Linked DNA regions of Muntiacus reevesi: region 1 is linked to region 2. The links are chromatin contacts, called in public Hi-C maps. All regions are on one chromosome and are shown on one strand. Each heading gives the region's core, a stretch centred on a gene start, on an enhancer-like site or on the middle of the called end of the contact. The rest is flanking DNA. Distances are from core to core; before and after follow the strand shown.

Region 1 (4,567 bases), core at 480-2,979, 380 kb before region 2:
AGGTCAGTTGGTAAAGAATCTGCCTACAATGCAGGAGACCTAGTTCGATTCGCTGGTCGGGAAGATCCCCTGGAGAAGGAAATGGCAACCCACTCCAGTATTCTTGCCTGGAGAATCCCTTGGACAGAGGAGCCTGGCAGGCTACAATTCATGGGTCACAAAAGAGTCGGACACGACTTAGCGACCAAACCACCACAGTAGGTGCTTAATAAAGTGATGTTGGAAAAGTCAATGAGGCCAAGATGGAGCTCACACATGGGTAGCAGAAAGAGTTCTTGAGTTCTAGAAACTCTCAATGACTTTTGCAATTGGTTTGGTAGGTCATCCAGGCACTAATGTTTTCTAAGTTCTAACACTTACCTAAAGGAAGACGGATCAAAGACATTTCACACAGTGAATGCATGTCTTTGAACTTCCTGAAGTTGACTGGGTGGAGGCCCTACCGTTTTAGGTTGGCACGTAAACGCGGCACCTGCAATTTCCGCCCTTCTCTTTCCGCTCTTCCTGGCTCCTGGTCCCTGCTCCTCACCCCGCCCGCGGCCCACCGCCCGCTGGGTCAACCCGGGCCCTGGGAACAGCACGTCCCTCCCTCAGGAGAAAACAGGTAATCACGTTTTAAACCACGGAAGCATGAGGTCTCTTATTTTGGAGAGAAAAAAATTCAACCTACGAAAAACGAGGGAATACAGTCAAACCTCTATGCCTCCTGTCTTGTTATGGCCTCGAGCCCCCTCAAAGTCTCCACCTAAGGACGCCGGCTTTCCCTCTCAGAGGCTGAAGGCCCTGTGAGAGGCTCCTCCCAGGCCTCACCTCCCGCCAGCTCCGCCCGCCACACCTCACTCCCATTTGGTGCCCACCCATTGTCTCCTCGCAGCTGTCACGGCGCACTGATGCCCCAGTCCCGACTGGAAAAACCAACTGGTTGCTCAGTCCACGTACTGGGACCGGACGCCTCCCTCTCTCCCGAGCCTTAAAAGGCCTCTGGCCGCCGTCCCTGAGGTAGCAGGTAAAGCGGCGGCAGCGGAAAGGAGAAAGGGAGGGGCCGCGCGCCCCGATCGCCCCGCCCGGCGTGTGTGTCAGGGGAACCTGGGGGTCTAGCGCGCCACATTGCCCCTCCCCGACCCTTTGACCGTGCCCCGCACCCCCAAGTCCAGATCATAATGCCCGTGCCTTGGAGCCGCTCTCGTAATCTAGCCCCCGCTCGGATGCCCCCGGGGGGCAGTTACCGCGGCGAAACACGGAGGGCGGGGCGGGCCAGGCGGATGGGAGGGGGCGGGGGTGTGAAAGGTCCCGGATGTTGCCGAACGGGCGCCCCTTCTAGAGGGAGTAACTGGCGCAGGCGCAGAAGGGTCGCACGAACCCTAAGGTGGGGGTGGGGAAAAATTGCCTCCCGACTGATTTTGGGGGAGCGAGCCGGAGAAGAGTTGCGGGGGATCCGAGGGGAATGCGAGGGAAACGGTGGGGATACTGGTGACCAGAGGAAGAAAAAAAGAGCTTTCTGTTCGGGCACCCTCAGGACAGGAGTAGAGAAGTTGGAAGCCAAGAGGGCTGGGGAGGAGAGTTGGGAGCCGAGGGAACGCGCGCGCTCCTCCGCTCGCCCTCTAGCGCGGGCGGGCAGGACGGCCGCGAGCTGGGGAGCGGCGGTTGCTCTGGGCCCCCAGAGCTGTGGGCACCAATCAACGGTTGCCATAGCAGCGTTTGACGTCATCGTGCGTGTGGTGCCCCTGCTGCCGGGGCTGGTGATTGGAGGAAACCCCGTGTCTGCGGAGCGGCTGTAGCCTGTGAGCTGCGAGATCCAGGGACAGAGTCTCAGCCTCGCCGTTGCCGCCCAGAGACTGCTGATCCCCGTCCGTCCGTCGCCACCTACTCCGGACACAGGTAAGGGACTCAGCCGCCGCCGCCGCCTCGCCCCGCTCCTTCCTGTCCCAGGCCAAGCATTCGAAAGCGCGGGAACAGTCCCCGCTCCGCATCCCCTCAAGCCCTGCTCGCCCGCGGTGGGGAGCGGCGCTGGGCTGAGGCGGAGTCTCCTCAGGCGGAGACGGGCGGCGGCTTCTCTTCCGCTGGGTTCTGGCGGGCGGCTCGCGGCAGCCTCTGGCTACTTGCTTCCGCATCGACGCTTCGGCCCGGAGGGGCGCCCGGTCTGATCCGGTCCCCGGGGATAGGGGGTGGTGGGTAGGGCGACCGCACGCCAGGTTTCCCCCAGGGACCCGCCCGGTTGCAGGCCTCCCGAGGGTGACCGAGGCAGCGCCGGGCGCGATCCGTTCCTTTTTCGCACCCCCCACCCACCCCCCGACAGCCCCCTCCTCCGCGCCGCCCCACTGCCCGCTTCCGCCCGAGAGAGAATGACTCGGCGGCCGCGGGCATTGCAGTGGCGCAGGTGAGGCCGCCCCCTCCCCGCCGCCCCCCGTCCCCTCCCCCCGCCTCTCCCGCCCTCTCGGCGGCGCAGCCTCCGCGCCCGGCGCTGCGGTGGCACCCAGCCCTCCTCCCCAACCTGGGCGGCGGCGGCGGCGGCGGCGGGAGTGTCGGCCCTGGTCACGGGGCTGCGAGCCAAGGCGGCCCGGAAGCGCCCGCCAGGTAGAGCGGGGCGAGGCCGTGCTTCTGTCGAGCCGGTCCCGGGGTGGGGCTCGCCCGAGACCTCGAGCCGAATTTCCCGGGTTCCGCGGGGGTGGTGGTGGGGGGGGGGCGGGGAGTACTTGAATATTCCCGGCGTGGTGGGGGGGATGGGGCTGGCTTTCTGTCTCCGCGTGGAGGGGGGGCGGCGGTGTTCGGAGCCCAGGTAGGGGATAGCGTTGAGGGTGGGAAGACGGGGGACCACAGGACTCGCTCGTCCTCCCGGGGGTGGGGGGGCCTGGTAGACGTGAAGGTCCGTGCGCTGGTGTGTATCGACCGGGACCCCGCTCGGCGGGGCGGGTGAGCCCGCGCGTAACAGCCGGCGGCGGCCGGGCTCGCCTGGGTGTGGCTCGCCCCCTCCCCCACCGGTTGCAGCTGTCGGGCCCCCGGAGACTAAAGGAGCACCCGCGGCGGCCGGTGGCGGACGGACGCCGACGGGAGAGTGGGGTGTGTCCGCGGTCGGCCGCTCGTGGTTCCGCTTCTGCGGGGGGGCGGCCCCGGCGTCCGTGCCCTCGAGGCGAGCGGGCGGCTCCCGATTCCCAACGCAGGCGGGGGCGCGCGCCTCTTCCCCGCGCCTCCCCCACCCCGGCCCCGGTGGGGGAATTAACACTAGGCAGTAGGTTGGGCTCCTTGACACAGATCCGCCATGACAAAGAGGGAGAAGCGAGGACTCGCGCGGAGGCACCAGCCTGGGCGGAGCCAAGGAGGGGGGTTGCGGCTGGCGCGGACGGAAGGGTTTGCCCTTTAAAGTCACAGACGGCCCGTTGTCGTTTCACCCACCTCGAAGTCTTCCGGCGGTGAAGGGTTAAATGGGTGCGGCGAGTCCTGGGAGCGCTGCTTATTCTTTGAGAAACCTTGTCCACTTCCCCTCGTTACTGAGGGGTTTGGGAGAGGAACCTTTGTACTGGTTGTAGATAATTTTCTTTTGAAGTAGCATTAGCCGGAGAGCCTTTTTTGATTTTTAGGGGGGGAGAATTGGTAATTGCAAGAAAGGGGTGGAGAGGTTATGCGAAAATAGATTTGGGGTTTGACATTGAAAACAGTATACTTCCTATTTAAGCTAGCTATCTAGTTGTTTAAATACAAAGGATTGGTTCCGATTTGGTTTTTTAAAAAGAAATGTTTTGTGGGATTTCCCTGGGAAGGTAAAGAAAGGGAGTCAGTTCCCATAGTGAGTGACAGTGATTCCTGTTTTCATCGTAAGTCATGTACCCTTTGGGACCACCCTTTGGGACCACTGTAGGGGCTAATATCTCTCTGTGCTGCTTCAGGATCTTTCTGAAGGATGTCTTAAGGAATAGCACAACGGGGGAAATTGAAAAGTCCAGAAATTTAAAATGAGAAAGAATTGGGAAGTCTTGATAAGGGCAGCTTGAGTGATAATGTATTCAATTAATTTTTGACTACTAGAAACGAGGCAGTAAGCCTGCATTTAAACAGAACAGTGACATCAGAAACATTGATCACACTGGGAAGCATTTAGTATCTATTTTAGTGCTCATAGATAGTAAGAATTGAAGTTCCAAGTCTCATGGGTTGTTTTTTTTTAAGCCCATGTGCGTATAACAAGGTACAGATGAAGCCTTAGGGTTAGTTATTGATCCTTGGTGGTGGTTTTACATTCACAACATTAAAATAAGCAATGTGGTCATTTCTCCCAGGAAATTTGCATGCTATGATCAGCTCTTGCGAAGATCAGTGGACTTGGGGTGGGAGTGTTTTCAGCTAAAATTTAAACACTTGACAAGAGCAGATATTAACAGTAATGGATATGAATTACATTAAACTGACAGGAGTCATGATTTTGAACGTATGGTAGTGTTCTTCATAGGTGCTATTTTCACTAAAGAAAAACTGCTTAATTTTGGATTACCCAGTGATATTTGAAACCAGAGTTGAGATTTTGACCAAGTAAGATAAGGGTTGGTTTTTAAGGCAGCCTTTTGGGTCGTGTGCT
Region 2 (4,623 bases), core at 499-2,998:
AATAAGCTCTGGGATTGTTTGTTAACCAATTAACAAAAAAGAGGAAATTGTAAGAACACACTGGAGAAGGTTGAAATTCTTTGCTGATTTGACATAATTTACGGGCATCAATGAAGATATTATAAACTCAACACACAACCTCAAGGAGAATATCAATGACAAATTGGTTAATAAATGTCATCAACTCAAAGAATATTTAATATTTATGATAGTCACTGCACAAGAAAATGTGAAATGTCTGAAATCTTATTCTTATATGAAAGAGATTTGATAGAGGCTTTCTCAAATTTGACAAAAATCCTAAACATTTACATGACATTTCCAGGAACACACTGTTAGTAATAGCCCTTGAATGGATGGACATTCCCCTAGAAGGGAAGGTGGATTGGCTGGGTAGTATGCTAAAATTCAGGGGGAAAGAGGATCGCTGTGCAGGGCAAATCTTCTTGGCGACAGGACTGGAATTGTTGGTAAACTTAGGAAAAAAAGTTACAGCAAATGTACTTCTCACCACCCACCATCTTTATAGGTTTGGCTAGACATGTTGCATTTCCTCTAGGAACTGTAAAAAGTGGGATGTGAGTATTCAAACCCTTTCTGAAAAAACTTAGGTTTGTATTAGAGCTGCTAGTTGCTATTACTAATACATTCTTACCTGAAAACCAGAATATTAATTGATGCTTACAACTCTTGGTAGATCATGGCATCTGATTCCATCACTTCATGGCAAATAGATGGGGGAAAAGTGGAAACAGTGGCAGATTTTATTTTCTTGGGCTCCCAAATCACTGCAGATAGTGACTGCAGCCACGAAGTTAAAAGACTCTTGCTCCTTGGAAGGAAAGCTATGACAAATCTAGACAGTGTATTAAAAAACAGAGACATCACTTTGCTGACAAAGGTCCATATAGTCAAAGCTATGTTTTTTCCAGTTGTCATGAACGGATGTGAGAGTTGGACCGTAAAGAAGGCTGAGCACCAAAGAATTGATGCTTTTGAATTGTGGTGCTGGAGAAGACTCTTGAGAGTCCCTTGAACTGCGAAGAGATCAAACCAGTCAATCCTAAAGGAACTCAGTCCTGAATAGTCGTTGGAAGGATTGATGCTGAAGCTGAAGCTCCAATATTTTGGCCACCTGATGCGAAGAACTGACTCATTGGAAAAGACCCTGATGCTGGGAAAGATTGAAGGCGGGAGGAGAAGGGGAGCAGCAGAGGATGAGATGGTTAGACATCATCACCAACTCAGAAGACATGAACTTGAGCAAAGGCTGGGAGACAGTGGAGGACAGAGGAGCTTGGTCTGCTGCAGCCCACGGGGTCACAAAGAGTCCGACTGGACTTAGAGACTGAACAACAACAACACAGCTCTTGGTAAGACTCTCCTTGCCTGTGAAGCCTTCATTTAGCTGAGGGGTGGGATATTTGTTTAGTAAAAGACTTGAAAAGTACAACATGCTCCTGGACTCAGACCTACAGAAACTTTTTCAGTTTTTTTTTCCTACTCTTTTTATTTTTTTTTTCATTTATCTTTATTAGTTGGATGCTAATTACTTTACAATAATGTAGTGGGTTTTGTCATACACTGACATGAATCAGCCATGGATTTACATGTGTTCCCCTCTTCTCCCCCGCAGCGGTTTTCGTACTTCGCTTAATGATTCAGAGCTGGTCGAGCCGCCAGTGCGACTTCCAGCCTCAAGGGGGCGCCCCAGCGGCGCACTGAGGCCGCTCTGTCCAGCAAGGCCCGGCTGGTCTCAGTGGCCAGCCCGTCCCCTCCCCTCCGTCTGCTGCCGTCGCCTCTGCCGCGGTCGCCGGGAGGAAGGTGTTGCCGCTGCCGCCGTTCCTCGACTGACTGGCAGGTACTTGGGCCTCGGCCCGCGGGCAGCCCCGGGATGAAATCCACTGACACCTCTCCCGATGGCCCCGAAGCACCGGAGGGCCCGGCTTGGGGCCTGGCCTAGGGACCGGAGAGGCGAGGCCGCCCGCGGAGAGCCAGACCCGTGGTGGCCGGTCTCGGGTCTGTGCTGCCCGGGGGAGCGGGGAGGGCCGGCGCGGGCTCTGGGGGCTGGTTTGAGGGTAACGGCCGCGCGGCGGGCGTGGCCGGGGCGGGCGGCCTGGCGGGGGCTCGCGAGGTCGACGGTCCGAGCCGGAGCCCCCCGGGCCGGCGTCCCATCACTCCGCCAGAAAAGGTGCCTTGTCTCGGCCTCGGCACAGACAATATGCGGCCAGTTACTCGGAACCCGCAGTCCAGGCGTGAAGAGAAGCTGCTGAGATGTGAGCGAACTGTCCCGATATCACATGGCCCCGGGTACCCGGGTTCAAAGACAGGACTGCTCCTAATTAAACGTGCAATGCAGGAGGCAGATCAGCTTGCAATACAGGGCTCTGCCTCGAGAAAATGACATTTATTCTTTAAAACGGCCCACGGTGCTTAGAATTGGCTACCGAATGTAACGAAGGGGGAAAAATAAATCATTTAGTAGCATCACTTCTCATTCTAAAGAATGGTACCTAGGAACGTAAAGAGCTCGGATAGTGGGGTGGGAATTATAGTAAGAGCAGTCTTCAATGCTTACTATATGTCATTGTGCTGGATGCTTCAAGTCGTATTGTGTCTATATTTAATCCTTGTAGCAACAACACTGGGTACCATTTCCATCTTACAGTTAAGGAAACCGAGGCACAGAGTCTAAATTAACTTGTCCAAGGTCAAACAGCTAGTAAAGGATTTGAACCTCATCTCCTTACTCCAGTGTTCCTGCTTGTTACCTCTACAAACCTATTCCATAAGACTTTTGGTTACTTATCAGTTTGACTTGTAATAGGTTGGTACAAAAATAATTGCGATTTTGGACCATGAATTTTAAATCATTGTAACTAGGCGCCAGCACATCGTTATTAATCAAAATAGAAACCATTACAATCAACATATTTTTGCCAATGAGATATAAGTTTGTTTATTCCTATAGCGTAAAAGTGCATACTTTGGGATTCCATAGACTCTTGGGAAGCATTTTCTGCCTCCTGCTGGTTGTGGATGCGTTTTGCCTGCAAAAAGTTGTCAAGATGCTTAAAGAAGGGGTAGTCACTTGGTGAGAGGTCACATGACTATGGCAGATGAGGCAAAACTTCATAGCCCAATTTGTTCAACTTTTAAAGTGTTGGTTGTGTGACATGTGGTGGGGCGTTGTCATGGAGAAGAACCGGGCGCTTTCTGTTGACCAGTGGCAGCTGCAGGTGTTGTAGTTTTTGGTGCATCTCATCAGTTTGTTGAGCATGCTTCTCAGATGTCATGGTTTCGCCAGGATTCAGAAAGCTGTAGTGAATCAGACCTGCAGCAGACCACTGGACAGTGACCACGACCTTTTTTTGGTGCAGGTTTGGTTTTGGGAAGTGGTTTGGAGCTGCTTCTCAGTCCAGCCACAGAGCTGGTTGTCACTGGTTGTCATATACAGTTGACTTTTCATTGCATGTCGCCATCCAGTTGAGAAATAGTTCATTGTTGTTGAATAAGAGCAGATGACGCTTCAGAATGATGATTTTTTTTGATTTGTGGTCAGCTTGTGAGGCACTCACTTACTGAGCTTTTTCACCTTTCCAATTTTCTTCAAATGCCAAACAACTGTAAAATGGTAGACGTTGAGTCCTTTGACAACTTCTCTTGTGGTGGTAAGAAGATCAGCTTTGATAATGACTCTCAGTTGGTCGTTGGCCACTTCCGATGGCCACCCATTACGCTCCTCATCTTCAAGGCTCTCATCTCCTTTGCAAAACTTCTTGAACAACCACTGCATGTACGTAGTTAGAAGTTCCTGGTCTAAATACCTTATTGATGTTGCAAGTTGTCTCCCTGCTTCTTTACGACCCATTTTGAACTTGAATAAAAAAAGAAAAATCGCTCAAATTTGCATTTTGGCTAATGTCATTTCCATAGTTTAAAATAAACATAAAATAAACAACAAGTAATAAGTCATTAGCAAAAAACATAAAGCAAGAAATGCATGTTAAAATGATGTATAACAAAACCACATTTATTTAAAAATGTATTCCAGTATCATATGGCCAATTTCAACAGTGTAAAATTGCAGTTAACTTTCACACCAACCTAATAGCTTGAACTGATTTCCCCAAGGTTTAATTTTCATGGCTAAATGCAAGTATCCTGTACCAACTCCTTTTTAGCTTAAAAGGGAGTTTAATTAGAAAAATGTTTGCTTATTAAGGAGTATGGTGATAATAAAGTTAAGCATGGACTAGGGCCCTCACACTCTGAAACAGTTTGATTTGAAGTAGGGTTTATTTGGTTGTTAATGAGCTTCATTACTTTTCATCATTGTTTGCATTTCGATACCATCTTTAGTGAATTCACTTTGCCTTTGCAATATTATGACAGTAATGCTAGAGGGGAATGAAAGATTTGTCCATGTGATGAAGAACCCACCTGCCAGTGCAGGAGACATAAGAGACGCGAGTTCAACCCCCGGGTCGGGAAGAGCCCCTGGAGTAGGCCATGGCAACCCACTCCAGTATTTTTGCCTGAAGAGTCCCATGGACAGAGGAGCCTGGCAGGCTCCATAGGGTTGCAAAGAGTCAGACTTGCCTGAAGTGACTTAGCACGCAA

Evidence for each region. A called contact is a pair of places that touch in the nucleus more often than the background predicts.
Region 1: a contact with region 2 is called in a Hi-C map of muscle, with 5 times the contacts expected there. The contact joins the promoter of YWHAZ here to the promoter of ANKRD46 in region 2. A contact is called at or near these places in 2 of 3 Hi-C or Micro-C datasets (blood and muscle).

What each region holds. Positions count from the first base shown.
Region 1 is chr12:17,516,243-17,520,809 of mMunRee1.1, reverse strand. YWHAZ (tyrosine 3-monooxygenase/tryptophan 5-monooxygenase activation protein zeta) reads left to right here and starts at 1,729. Exons shown (of 6, transcript XM_065903424.1): 1 at 1,729-1,878. It overlaps LOC136145167 (a long non-coding RNA gene), which reads right to left and starts at 751. Exons shown (of 4, transcript XR_010658709.1): 1 at 361-751.
Region 2 is chr12:17,138,567-17,143,189 of mMunRee1.1, reverse strand. ANKRD46 (ankyrin repeat domain 46) reads left to right here and starts at 1,748. Exons shown (of 5, transcript XM_065902970.1): 1 at 1,748-1,861.